Linked DNA regions of Mus musculus: region 1 is linked to region 2. A link is a contact called in public HiChIP or PLAC-seq data. All regions are on one chromosome and are shown on one strand. The core of a region is the stretch at or near the end of the contact, and the rest is flanking DNA. Distances in the headings are between cores, read along the strand shown.

Evidence for each region. HiChIP or PLAC-seq counts read pairs in DNA pulled down with a chosen protein or histone mark.
Region 1: a contact with region 2 is called in an H3K27ac HiChIP or PLAC-seq map of embryonic stem cells, with 8 read pairs. The contact joins the enhancer-like site here to the promoter of Ap2b1 in region 2. A contact is called at or near these places in 3 of 39 promoter capture datasets (cranial neural crest, embryonic stem cells and macrophages), 2 of 15 datasets of contacts at CTCF or cohesin (CD8 T cells and the NIH/3T3 cell line), 4 of 484 Hi-C or Micro-C datasets (embryonic fibroblasts, forebrain, nephron progenitors and 1 more), 4 of 115 datasets of contacts at active chromatin or transcription factors (the SCID.adh cell line and embryonic stem cells) and 3 of 9 other capture datasets (adipose tissue, liver and pancreatic islet).

What each region holds. Positions count from the first base shown.
Region 1 is chr11:83,337,356-83,344,132 of GRCm38.p6, reverse strand. It overlaps Ap2b1 (adaptor-related protein complex 2, beta 1 subunit), which reads right to left. Exons shown (of 22, transcript NM_001035854.2): 10 at 4,705-4,820; 11 at 2,694-2,859; 12 at 1,435-1,533. Among named protein-coding and RNA genes, the nearest start is that of Gm23951, 26 kb to the left of the region's middle. Within about 2 kb of position 4,927, at least 5 of the 459 cell types and tissues checked have an H3K27ac peak or open chromatin away from gene starts, as enhancers often do. A contact at or near this core is called in embryonic stem cells, where this site is marked.
Region 2 is chr11:83,301,223-83,308,126 of GRCm38.p6, reverse strand. Ap2b1 (adaptor-related protein complex 2, beta 1 subunit) reads right to left here and starts at 5,430. Exons shown (of 22, transcript NM_001035854.2): 1 at 5,290-5,430.

The sequences.
Region 1 (6,777 bases), core at 3,678-6,177, 37 kb before region 2:
TTTCTTCTGACCAGAAATGTTATGTGATGGTTAGGGTTAACTGTTAACGTGACAGTATACAAAATTACCTGAGAGATAGGGCTCTGGGCATGCTGGGAAGGGAGGTACAGGATTATGATAAATGATATATGTAAGAGACCCATTTTAATCACTGGTGGGGGATCCTGATGATACAGATGGAGAGGGGAACCTGAGCAGCACACATGGAAGCTCAGCTCTTTGCTCCAGGCTGCAGATGCACTGTGACCAGCTGCCCTATGCTCCCGTTCCTGTGCCTTCCAGCCATGTTGGGCTAGAATGTGAACTGTGAGTCAGAATAAACCCTCTCTTCCTGAAGTCGCTTGTCAGAGTATTCATCACAGTAACAAGAAAAGAAATAAGCACCATATGATTCACATATCAAAACATTTAAGGAAATAGCATAAGCGCTTTGAAGCGATCTCTATGAGAAAGACACTGCTTTGAAAGGCAGATCAAGTACACAGCACTTCATGTGAAAGCTGAAGTCACCCACAGATACCAGATTCAGTGTTATTTTCACATATGTAGGTTTTTCTCTCACATATTTTCACATATTAACAATATATAATCAAAATCAAAATTTCAAAATTATCACAAAAGCTGAGACCATCCAGTATAATTTTTTTTATTTTAAAATTTATTTTATGTGTCTATGTGCCTTCATGAGTTTATGTATATGTACCACATGTGTGCAGGAGCCTGCAACAGATCAAGAAGAGGTGTGGGATCCTATAGAACTGGGAGCCACCATGTGGGTGCTAAGAAAGAACCAAAACTGGGTTCTCTGTGAAAACAACAAATTCTCTGAACTGCTGAGCCACCTCTCCAGCCTCAGTCAGATGAGCTAAAATCTGTATTGGCCAGATACAATTGAACAGAATCTGCTTTGAGGCATCATTTTAGTATTTTCAGAACTAAACCCTGCCCCAGATGAACCTTCTTGGGAAATGTCCTGGCTAGTTTTATTTCAACTTGACACAAGCTCAAGTCGTCTGAGAGAGAAACTCAATTGAGAAAATGCCTCCACAAGACCAGACTTAGGCACAGATTTTCTTAAATACTGACTGGTGGGAGAAGGCCCAGCTGATTATGAAAAAGGCCAACCAGTGGTCTGGGTTCTATAGGAAGGCAGGTTGAGGAAGCCACAAGGAGCAAGCCTGTAAGCAGCACTCCTCCATGGCATATGCATCAGCTCCTGCCTCCAGGTTCCTACTGGGTTGAGGTCCTGTGTTGGCTTCCCTCAATGGACTATGGTTCAGGACATGCAACTAATAAAGCCTTTATTCCCCATGTTGTTCTTCATTCTGGAGTTAACTATAGCAGCAGCAGCCTTGAATGAGACAAGAAGTACCATTGAGTCTACCCATTGGGAGCACCACAAATCAGCCTGGCGGATGCTCTCAGCTCTCTCACCTGTGTGGCTAAGCTCAAGACCTGTTGGACCAGCTCCTGTGTTTCTGATGGCTTCTTGAGAAACAGCTTCACTATGGCGGTGAGCAGTGTGAGCTGCACCTAAAAAACAAAATTCAACATCATCTCTAACTCATATTTCCTCAACTATGAATCACTGATGGTGGTTAAAGCTCAGCCAGTGTGACAAACAGCAGCCGAAAGCAGTCTCTGCAGTACAAAGCAATCATTGACCATGCACCAGCCTCTCATTTTCCAGTTGCTCTTTTGGTATAAAAAGTGGTTTGTTTCTGGGCCAGATTTTCAACTGTTCTTTATTTTAATAAAAAAAAAATGATGATGATATGTCTGGATGCGTGATGTGTGTGAGTGCATGTGTCACAGTGCACACGTAGAGGTCAACTCTGTGGAGTGAATTCTCTCCTTTTACCTTTACACGAGTTCCAGGGACCAAACCCAGGTTGCCAGGCTTGTCCTCTGAGCCAGCCTTTAAATGTATTTTTTATAGTACATACATAAAGTAGTAAGAATGGCTCTTCACCAAACCGTGTATTATTTACATTGACCAAAGCTTACAAGTCTGAAGGACTCATGACATCATTTGCCATACTGGGATAGGAGCCAAAACAGAATTGTGTCAGATTAGAGCCAATTAGAGGGAGCCTGCTGTGCCACTATTAATATTAGGCCTATTAAATTACTATAATGGATTACATACACAAAGTTCTATTTGCTATGAGCACAAATGCCAGGGAGAAAGGGCTTAATAATCTGACTGCCTCTCTGAGCCTCTGACTCTAATTTTAGTTGGAGAGAGGGACAGATGGGAAGAAATCTAATCATCTATGTAGAATCTTCTCAAACCTCGCTATGCTGCACTATAATGAGCAACAGCAAATACCAAGGACAATTTGTAATCATCCTTAAGTGACAGAAAATAAGACCCTGATTACTGCTCAACATCACTGCAGGGAAGTTCGCTCTCTTCTGGAGCAGCACCGCAGCAGGTGGGAACTGACTGTGCAGGTGCTTCTCGCTCTGTGTCTCCTCAGCCCCCAAATGTTCCAATGCCCATCATAGTCTATGACCACTGCTCTAAGCGCTGCAGCTTTGTTATCTAGAAAACAGTGCTGACCAAAACGATCATCCCTTTTGAGACGAAGAAACCATGACAAACAAACATACACAAAAAACTAGCTAACATTTCACCTTCTCAGCTCTTGTTCTGAAGAGATCTAGAGCACGGGATGGAAGAGACTTACCTGGGTGCTTTCGTCATGAAAACCTTCCAGGAAACTCTCTAGTAATTCATCTGCGTTATCGATTCTTTCAGCATATTCTCCTACAATCCAAATCATAGCTGCTCGGGCATCGGGTTCATCCAGGGAGTCCAAGTTTTCACAGAGGGTGGCAATAATACTTTCATACCTGTTGTAACAAATGGACTAGTTACTAAGGCCAAAACTAAGAACTGTATTTAACAGTAGAAGCTAAAGTAAAAAAACCATACACAAGGGATTCCAAGCTGCAAAGGTTTTTAGTCAACAGAATGTAGTAAGTCAAAATTGCATGGCTTAAATTTTTCTTCAAATATGCTTTAAAATATTTTTTATGTACAATTTTATAAATTTGCATATATGAGTGTTTAGCTTGCATGTACGTGTGTGTATCACATGAAGGCCTGGTACTTGCAGAGGTCAGAAGGCAGTGTTGGATCCCCTGGGAGTGGAGTTACAGATGACTGTGAACCACTGTTCTTCAATTATGGTTTGTTGTGTTGAGACAGGGACTCTCTATGTAGACCTTGCTGTCCTATGATTCACTCTGTAGACCAGGCTGGCCTTGAACTCACAGAGATCATCTGCCTCTGCCTCCTGAGTGATGGGACTAAAGGTGTGTGCCACCAAAGCCAGTTCAATTATGTTTTAGTAACTAAGCTTTAAACTTGTACAAGAGCTCATGAGACAGACATGTTCACGAGGGAATAAATTAACCTGTGGTATAAGAAAATACCATTATCTTGTGTTTAAAAATCAACCTTTCTTATAACTACGTATTCACCTTGCTGAATCTATACGTCCTTTACTAACATAACTTAAAATTTTATTTTTATTACTGAAGACTGAACCTAGGATCCAACACATACCAGGCAAACTCTTTCCTATGAGCAGTATTCTCAGCCTACTGCTCTCCTCTTGTTTAAAGCAGGGTCTTGCTAGGTTGCAAGGGTTGGCTTGAGCTTGTCCATGTCCTGTCTTGGCCTCCTGAATAGCTGAGATTATAGGCCCATGCCATCAGATCTAGCTGGCTAATGTGATTTTCAACATTAGACTGAAACAGAATATATTAATGTGGATAACTAGTATACTAGGCCAAGTATCTGCCCTATTCCTACTTATTAAACCAGACTCTGACTATTTTCTTGAAATTAAACTGTCATAACCCCTTATTTACACAAGTTTTACACATTTCTCTATTGATCTTTTTTTTTTCCTTAACCTGTAACAAAACAGTTTAGAAACTTGATCCTTCACTTTTGGAGGGAGTTGAGTAAAAGGTGGTGGTCCTCTTTCTAAAAATAACACTTCTCAAGACAAAACAAAAAAAAAATCTCACAAAAACCCAAATCCTGCACTAATTCTGGACTGCAGGTCTCAGAATCAAAGTATTTTGTTTTATGAACTAAGAGCCCCAGTAAAAACTTTGTGATGTAAATGATCCCTGTGGGAGCAGCCCCAGTGTGTCAGCAGAGGCCAGGGGAGTAACTTATTGAATGCACTCTGCTGCTCCCACAAGGCAGTGGGGCCCCATGCTGAGCAAACAGCATGGCGGCTGGAAAAGTTATTCTGAGAGGAGGAAGGACACAATCATTGGTCTGCATGGAGCGAGTGTATCAAGACACCTAGGGATAAATAGGCTTCCTGTGTAATGGTAACTCTGACACAACAAACAATCTTATGTGTTTGATGTAGTCTATGCCAAGTATATACTTAAGCTAAGCCTCATTTCTACAAAAATAATGAACAGCTGCTATGGTGGCTCATGCCTGTAATCCCAGCACATGGGGCCAACTTAAAACTCCATTCCCATATTTAAACGAGAAGTTTTAGTGTCTGTTTGATACCCACTATGTATCTCTGACTTCATTAAAAAAAAATCTACTATGACCAGTTATATATGGAATAATAATTCTTACCGAGTCAATTTCAAAGTGCCTTACTTATACGTTTCCCAAATGATCTGAGAAAGAAGATTACATGAATTTTGACATACTTGTTGGGGTATTTTCGGAAGATGTCCCTGATGACAACAATTGCCTCTTGGACCACATAATTTACTTTGGTCTGGATTAGATCAAGCAGTGTGCTTACACAGCGTTCTGCTGATTGCTAGGGAAAGAAACATCAACACTTAAGTTAATCCAATAACACTATCTCAACACAGAAAAGGAAACATACAAGTACACTGCCTGAGTCAGACAGGCACTGACTCTGCTAAAGCTACTAGAGGCTAAATGATACAATGTATATCAGCATTAACAATTCTAGGAATATACCAGATTTTATTCATTAGCAAACACATTGAAAACAGTTTTGGGTTTGGTTTTGTGTGTTTTGCTAGGAGCAAACCTCGGGCCTCCCACTGGCTAGTCAAGAGCTCTGCACTGAGCAAGCGATCTCTATCTTCCACATAACTCTGTTAAACGAGTGAACAGTAACCTGGACAATGGGGAAAACATTAAGAAAACCAAACAAACAAAAGCCAGGAGAGTAGAAGGAAAGGAAGGTAACTGAAGAACACATCAACACTGGGGATCCTTACTGGAATTCTTAAGTGAACAGACACTGAATAGGGTGTTTTTGGTGTTTCTTTACTGGCCTCTCCCTTCCTCCCACCCTCCCCTCTCCTTTCCTTCCCTCTCCTTTTCTTCCTTCCCTCTCTCCCTCTCTCTCTAGGAAGTAGGTAGGGGGTGTGTATGTGTGCGTGCTCTCTCTCTCTCTCTCTCTCTCTCTCTCTCTCTCTGATGTGGTTTCTGAAAACTGGGCTCTGGTTCTCATGACAGATCAGCAAATACTCTTAACCATTGAGCCATCTCTCTGGCCTCCAGCACAGCGTGTATCTAAACCTAGGAATTTTGTTTGGACTTACAATTTTTTTTTCATTTATCTATGGCTCAAAATATTCTAAGAGATTTTGTTTATTGTTTTTTGTTTTTTGTTGTTGTTGTTGTTTTTAGACAGGGCTTTTCTTTTTCTTTTCTTTTCTTTCTTTCTTTTTTTTTTTTTTTAAGACAGGGTTTCTCTATTTAGCCCTGGCTGTCCTAGAACTCACTTTGTAGACCAGGCTGGCCTCGAACTCAAAAATCTGCCTGCCTCTGCCTCCCAAGTGCTGGGATTAAAGGCGTGCGCCACCACACCCGGCTCTAGACAGGGCTTTTCTGTAAAGTCCTGGCTGCCCTAGAACTTTCTCTGTAGACCAACCAGGCTGACTTTGAACTCTGAGATCTGCCTGCCTCTTGCTCCCAAGTGCTGGGATTAAAGGCATGTGCCACCACATCTGGCTCCCATTCATCTTTTATTAATTGAATATATACTACAAACTGATAAAATAGATTTCTTGATACTGTGATTTTTTTTTTTTTTTAAGGATAGGATTGTGAGAAAAGTTCCCAAAACTTAATGGCAAGTCTGAACAATTATCCCTCTGAACTATTACAGGTCATTAAATTGTGTGCCTCTTGTCACAATTCAAAAGGAACCACACAACATCATCTAAAACTTTTGACTGTCACAAGCCTCCAGATTTAGTCATCTAAAGGGGACAGAGGTATGAGGTCCAATCTAGACTCTGGGAAAGTCTATTAAGTCTAAAAAGCAATCAATAAGTGGTACTGTATTAGGGCCAGCCAGATGGATCATCAGATAAACGCACTAGCCACCAGGCCTAATGACCTGAGACTGATCTCCAGGAGCCTCATGGTGGAAGGAGAGAATCAATTCCTACAAACTGTCCTCTGACCTCCACATATGGACCTTGGCTCATGCTGCCGCCTTGAACAATAAATATATAAAATAATAAATAAATAGGTAGCATCAAAAAAAAATGAAAATCAAAACAAAATACAATACCTAAGAACACATATTAACCAAAAGCTATGTACAGAAAAGAAAACAAAATAAAAGCCAGGCGTAGAGGCTCATGTCTGGAATCCCACATTTGGGAGACTGAGGCCCAGGGAATGTGAGTTTAGGGCTAGCCTGGGCTATATAGTAAGACTCTGTCTTAAAAAGTAAAACCAATGAGCACCCCAAAATGCTTGGGGGGCAGGGGGTATGCTGAAAAGAT
Region 2 (6,904 bases), core at 4,181-6,680:
GCTTTTAAACAAAATGAGTAGCTTCTTCCCACTGCCACTGCCATTTGTGGTTCAAGCAGCACGGGAAATAAGAACTGCAACTTGCTTCAAGGAACTTCAAGGGGTGAAGTCTGAAGGGCAATGGACTAGGGCAATAATCTCAACTCCTATGGCTCTGCAGCCTCCAAGGACAAGCCTGACACCTTTGAAAATACATCTTACATTTAAGACGTTACATAAGACAATACATAAACATTTAAGACAAAGGCTTCGTTTGAAAGATTTCTAATCAGGAAAGTCTAGTTACTTCTCTGCCTCAGCATGGAGCAATTCAAACCATGGACTTCAAAGCAGCCTAAACCCAAAAGCAGAAAAATTCTGCCAACCTATTAAATATTATTTGCAAAATGGCTCTCAGAAAAATGAGCCTCCTTACTCCCAGCACCAGGAATAGAGACAGGAAGACCAAGAGGTCAAGATCTTCCTCCTAAACATAGCAGTGACTTTGAAGTGAACCTGGACTACATAAAGATGCTGTCTCAAAAAACAGAAAGGAAAGAAATGAAAGTATTAGAATACCATGTAGGGGGCTGGAGAGATGGCTCAGTGGTTAAGAGCACTGACTGCTCTTCCAAAGGCCCTGAGTTCAAATCCCAGCAACCATATGGTGGCTCACAACCATCTGTAATGATAACTGAATCTCTTCTGGGGTGTCTGAAGACAGCTACAGTGTACTTACATATAATAAATACATAAATCTTTAAACAAAACAAAAGAATACCATGTAGGATGCAAAAAGCGTTTTCATATTTGTTACATGGAGACTTGCATTAAAGTTTTCATGTTTTTCTAGCAAAAATTCAGAGAATGTTCTAATCAATCCATTCACAGCATAAATTAAATAAAACACAGACAAATTAGGGAAATTTTGTTTTTAAATATTTGTTATTATTGACTTATATATGTGTATGTGTGTACACCTGCGTGTGTGCCCCTGTACTAAGGCCAGAGGAAGGAGTTGGAACCCTGAAGCTAGAGTTACAAATGGTTGTGAACCACCTGACCTGAGTATTGGGAATTGAAACTGGGCCTCTACAAGAGCAGCAAGTGCTTTTAACCCCTGAGATACCTGTGCTTTTTGAGACAGCATCTCCCTGTGTAGCCCTGGCTGGCCTGAAACTCTCTATATAAAAGAGATTGGCCATAACTTTGCAAAGGTCCGCTTCTTCTGCCTCTGTCCAGAGTGCTAGGGTTACAAACATAACCACACATGGTTCTGTCTGTCTGTTTGTTTTTAAAGACAGGTATTATGGGGCCCAAGATAGTCTCAAACGTGCTATGTGCCTAAAGATGACTTTTAACTCTGTTTCTCATGCCCCTACCTGCCAGGTGCTGGGGGATTACAGATATGAGCCACCGCACCTGGCTAGGAATTCTTCACATAAACAGGTAGATCTGAGTTTAGGGCCAGCTTGATCTACATAATGAATTCCCGAGCCAGTAAGACCCTGTTTTAAAGACTTGTGATATAAATCTTAAGTTATTTATGAGTTTACATATGCAAACAGAAACGCTAATGTACAGAAACAATTACTAGGGCCTGGCAGACCACAGCTGTGGCTCAAAACCTTTACTGTTTCTACAGAACGCTGTTATACCATTTAAAATCCCACGAAGCATCAAAACTTCAAACCTAAGATTTAAAGACAAATTTGTTTGAAAGTTTTTCACCCACTTATTTGGGAAAAATGCATGAAAGCATTCTGTTTTCTAAAGCTCTCATATCTACCCATTCACATATATATTTTTTTTTCCTTTGAGATAGGATCGTTACTATATAGTCTTGGCAATCTTGAAACCTGCTGTAAAGACCAGGCTGGCTTCCTACACATGGGATCCTCCTGGTTCTGCCTTGTGCCACCGTATCCAGATAACATGAAATTCTAACTCTGTTCATCACCTTAAGGCATGGCTTTATTAGCAGCCTACACATTTCATGATTAGTATGATTCGATTCCTAGCACCCAACAGAGAGACTCATCGGAATCCAACACCTTCTGGTCTCCCTGGGCACATACGCATGGTACACTGACATATACACACAGAAATAACACCTGTATACATAAAATAGAATAAAATAATAAAAAGAAGCCTGCAACATATATCCTAAATCAAAAATCTCTGCTTTCTAAGAAAAAGAGATAAAGAGAACCAGCTACTTGGGAACCCGAGGTAGGTCTGGAAATTTTAATGAGGGTCTATCTTAAAAATAAAATAAGGCTGGAGATGGCTCAACAGTTAGGAGCACTAGCTGTTCTTCCAGAGGACCTGGGTTCCGTTCCTGCCATGCACTTAGCAACTTATAACCATCTGCCCTCTTCTGGCCTCTGAAGTCACTGAATACACAAGTGGTATACAGACTTACGTGCAGTCAAAATACCCATATAAAAATAAAATAAATAAATAAAGGGCCAGTAGTAGAGGGCTTGCTTAATATAGGAAAAATCCTGTGCTCAATCTTCAGTGGCATTTTGGACCAGGGATATAGCTCAATGCTAAAGTGCTTACCTAGCAGGTATAAGACATCTCCATCATCAAAAGGGGGAGAGGAAGGAAAAAAAAAAAGCAGGTAAATATATCACTCATTTAACTGACACCATAGCCAATAATTGTGATGAAATAATCACCATCATACAGGCAAAGAAAAAAGGTATCCAGTCTATCCTTGCTTTAAGGGGGTGGGAGGGACAAGGAAAAATGAAAATAGTCTAAACAAAAGCAACAGTAGAAAGGAAGGATGGGGGCAGGGATGGCCTGGATCGAAACACATTATATACTTGCATGAATTTTAAGTATTTAATTAAAAGGAGAAGAGGTGGTAATGACAGAACTTTAATGTCCCCGTGACTTTCAACTCACAATGACATATAACTATTTTTTAATCCAAGCCCCCCACACTTGCCGGATAGACACTGATGCCTATAGTAGAAGACACACACACATAAGACACACACACACAAGCCACAAGAGAACGGGAAAAACACAATTTCAACTTGCCTAGTGCTTCAAAACTCAATCTTACTGGGGCAAATTTTTGTTTTTCAGGAAATCCCTAGAAATAAACAAGCCACAATGGAATTTGAACGTACACAATCTTATACGACATGAAACCTGAAAGGTCACTGACTGACTTATCGTGTGGCCTGGGGACATTGTTAAAGGACAGAGCAGCCACAGGGCAAGGCAAGGATCCTTGGACTTGTCCTAGTCCACAGCATTGCTCCACTGCCTTTCCCAGGCCTCCCTGTACAAGGTTATATATCTAGATTAACATAACCTAGTTTCTGATAAATATAGGTTGTCGAAGTCCTTTCTCTCCTTCCAGCCTTCCCTTCCTCCAATTCCCCAAAAGAGCAGCTCAGCAGTGAAACAAGATTAATAGGCTGGGTAGAATACAGTCAGAAAAAAAAAATTATAAGGTCTTAATTTCAAATGGTTCTCTGGAAAATGGCAGCCAGCGTTAGCACTAGCAAGACCACTGTGCCCTCCTTTGCACATGAAGTCAATACTAGCCAGAGTTCAGTAAATTCTAAAGCAGAAAGTCATTCCAGTCACCTCTGCTTACAAGGATGAGTGGTATAAAGACCATTGCTGGCCAGATGTTCATAACATAAGGACAGCAGCAGCCTCAGATTAATTTAGCTTGTCAGAAATAAAACGTTAAAAGCTAAATCCACCTCTGGCTTCTATTTAAATAACTACAAGTTAATTTATTAATATAGGATTATACGGAAAGAAAGAAGCCCAACAGTCTTACACCCAACTGTTATGAAATGCCAGGACATTTTGGAAAACTTAAGCCCAGGAGGAAAGAAGAAAAATGGGGATGCTATCCTCCTTCTGAATGCCCCTTGTCTAACATGGTTCAAATGTGTGCCTTGAGACGAAAGCAAAATCTTTTCCAGAAGAAAAGGATGCGAGGGACCTCTCTGATCTTAATTCATCAGGATATTTACTCTGTTTTAATTTACCACACAACTTGACTGAGCTGTTTGCAGCGCACACTCCCCTCTCTTTCTCAGGGAGTCTACCCTGCAAGGCACCTACTCAGTTCTCAGTTTACATGCCCGCCCGCCTCACTTAGTCATCACTGGAATGTGTTACCGATGGCTGCACCTACTTCACCTGCCGCTTTCTATTATTACCTTGTAAGTGCACCCTAAGGCTAAGCAGTGAACTGCACAGGAGAGCAGTTAATAATTTAAATTGTTCCTCTCTAAGAGACCACCTTCCTTCTTAGTCACTAGCCTTACTGAGCTTACAGTGTGTTCTTTGTCTTTTAAACCACAAAGGTTGCAAAAAAAAAAAAAAAGTTTGGCCACTAAAATAAAAGAAAAAAAAATCTCCCTTCTAAAAGTAAAAAAATTCAGCGAAGCATCCATGACACATTCACACTGCTTCATAACTAAATTGCTTGAGTTTAATAAGAGCCTTCTCCTAAAAAGAGGGCTGCTCAAAAAGCTAATACATCCTGTGAATTCAAAGAATAAAGAAATAGCAGGAAATTCCAGGGTTTTGTTTTGTTTTTTTTTTTTCACTTCTAGTAGAATTTACAGCCTTGCCCAAACTAGACTGCTCCTGATAACCCCAGGGAATATAGGGAGGGGGGAAAAAAAAAAGAAAAACAAAATTCCATGCTAAGATTTATTTTCCCCTCTTACACAGAGGGTGGGGGTGGCCTCAATTATGCAGGTTTCTCCTTCCTTCCTCGAAGTACAGTTAGTCCCCATTCTCTTTATCCACTTCCCCAGGTCAAGAAATCTGTCCAATTTTCACTAGGTAAGGAGAGATGCCTCTTAACCCCAAATACGTGCGACAAGAGAGGTTTCAGTGACCAAACGGTCGCGGGAATCCCTTCTCCCTAGTCGTGGAGACACGTCGGAGCTTCTTTCTCAATGAACAGATGTCAAACGGGAGAGCTGGGTGGTTCTCCCTCGGCCTCCAGCGGCCACACCCCTGGCCTGAGCCTTCCCCAAGCCGGTCTTCGGAACCTTGCTTCGCTCCGAAGCCCCCAACTCCCGCTGCTACACCGGAGCGCAGCCCCAGGCCACCACGGTCACTACGATGGAGGCACTTTCTCCCAGCTTTTCCCTCACAACGGTCACACCCGAGGACTCCTTCCACCCTCAACCGTCACGCTCCTCGGCTCTCCTTTCCTCCTGAGCCTATGACCCGGCTTGGGGCTCCCCTCCCTCACAAGCACCGCGAGTCAGTCAGGGCACACCCCAAAGCCAGCCGCCTTGAACTCACCGGAGGCAAGGGCGGGGTGGCGGCGGCGGCGGCGGCAGTCGGAGAGCACAGCCGGGGTGGTGGTGTAATGGTTTCCTGCCCGTCACGATTCTCTCTAGATCTAAGCCACTGCGCAAAACCCAATTTGCCAGGGACAAAGATGGTGAGCCGGAAGCTTTGGCGTAAGAGAATCTCGCCGCCTGACGTCATCTGGGTGCGCGGGAGAACCAAACGGCCAGGTCGTGTCTGTCGCCTCAGCAACGGAAAGGTTTCCCTGTCTCAGGGATAGGGCAGTTGCCTATACACTCAGGAGACCCGCAGTTGCTTTCCCACCGGATATCTTCAATAAGTGGGTATTTTCGGGATTTATTCCCGTGAACAAGATTTTTGTGAAACCTGTGTGAGATATCCTATTTGCTCAAACACAAACCTCAGCTAATTTGCTTGTAAGGTTAAGAAGCCCATAGAGGTGATAGAAACCAGGACTACAGACGGACGGATGAACTAGGAGACGGCGACTCAAAGATGGCTAAGAAGCATTCAGATCTGAGTTTGAATCCCTACATTGAACAAGACTGGAGAAACTTATTAGCGCCCCCTTCCTGCCCCGCCCTTAGGCTTGAGTGGTATAAGGTACCTAAAACAGGTTGTGGATACAGGTTTCATTAGGAAACTATAAACTGGTACAGGCGTTTAGTTACCATGTCCAGCTTCAAAAGAAAAGAAAGACCAACGTCGGGCTGTGTAACTCAGACAAGCCTAAAACTAAGCCCTCTTGCTTCTTTCTGCCTCTAGAGCACTTTGAACTTCTCTATCTATATACCTAGACTCCAAGGCTTAGTGGTGCTTCTAACCAGGCACCCCTCACTCTACTATTGAACAATCTTTTTTTTTTCATTTTGTTTTTTAATGTGCATTGGTGTTTTGCCTGCATGTATGTATGTGAGAGAGTGTTCCCCTGGAACTGGAATTTCAGACAGCTGTGAGCTGCTATGCGGGAGCTGGTAACAAAATCCAGGTCCTTTGAAAGAGCAGCTAGTGATCTTAACCACTGAACCATCTCTCCAGCCGCCAGATTTGAAACTTAAAAAACTCATGGTAGGACTGGAGAGATGACTCAGTGTTTAAGAGCACTGGCTGCTCTTCCAGAGGTCTTGAGTTCAATTCCCAGGCAATCCCATGATGGGTCACAACCATCTGTAATGGGATCTGATGCCCTCTTCTGGTGTCTGAAGGCAGCTACAGTGTACTTGTGTACATTAAAAAAAAAAAATAAATCTTTATATATTAAAAACAAAAAACTCAAGGCAACTGGGTGTGGTGGCACAAGCCTTTAACCTCAGCAATCAAGAGGCAGAGGTAAGTTGATCTTTGTGAGTTCAAGGCCAGCCTGGTCTACAATGTGAATTCCTGGACAGCCCGGGCTACACAGAAAACTGTCTTTGAAAAACAAAACAGATGACTTAACCCAATTACATTTATTTACTGAGCATCTATTAAATAATTTCCTATGTAACTTACATTTAATATATACTTAAGATCTCCAAACCTGATGGTCAGGCTTAGCCTTTAATGCCTTCTAATAGAAAGGTTAATCATGTGCCTTCTATTAGACTACACATTTGAGACTGGGGTT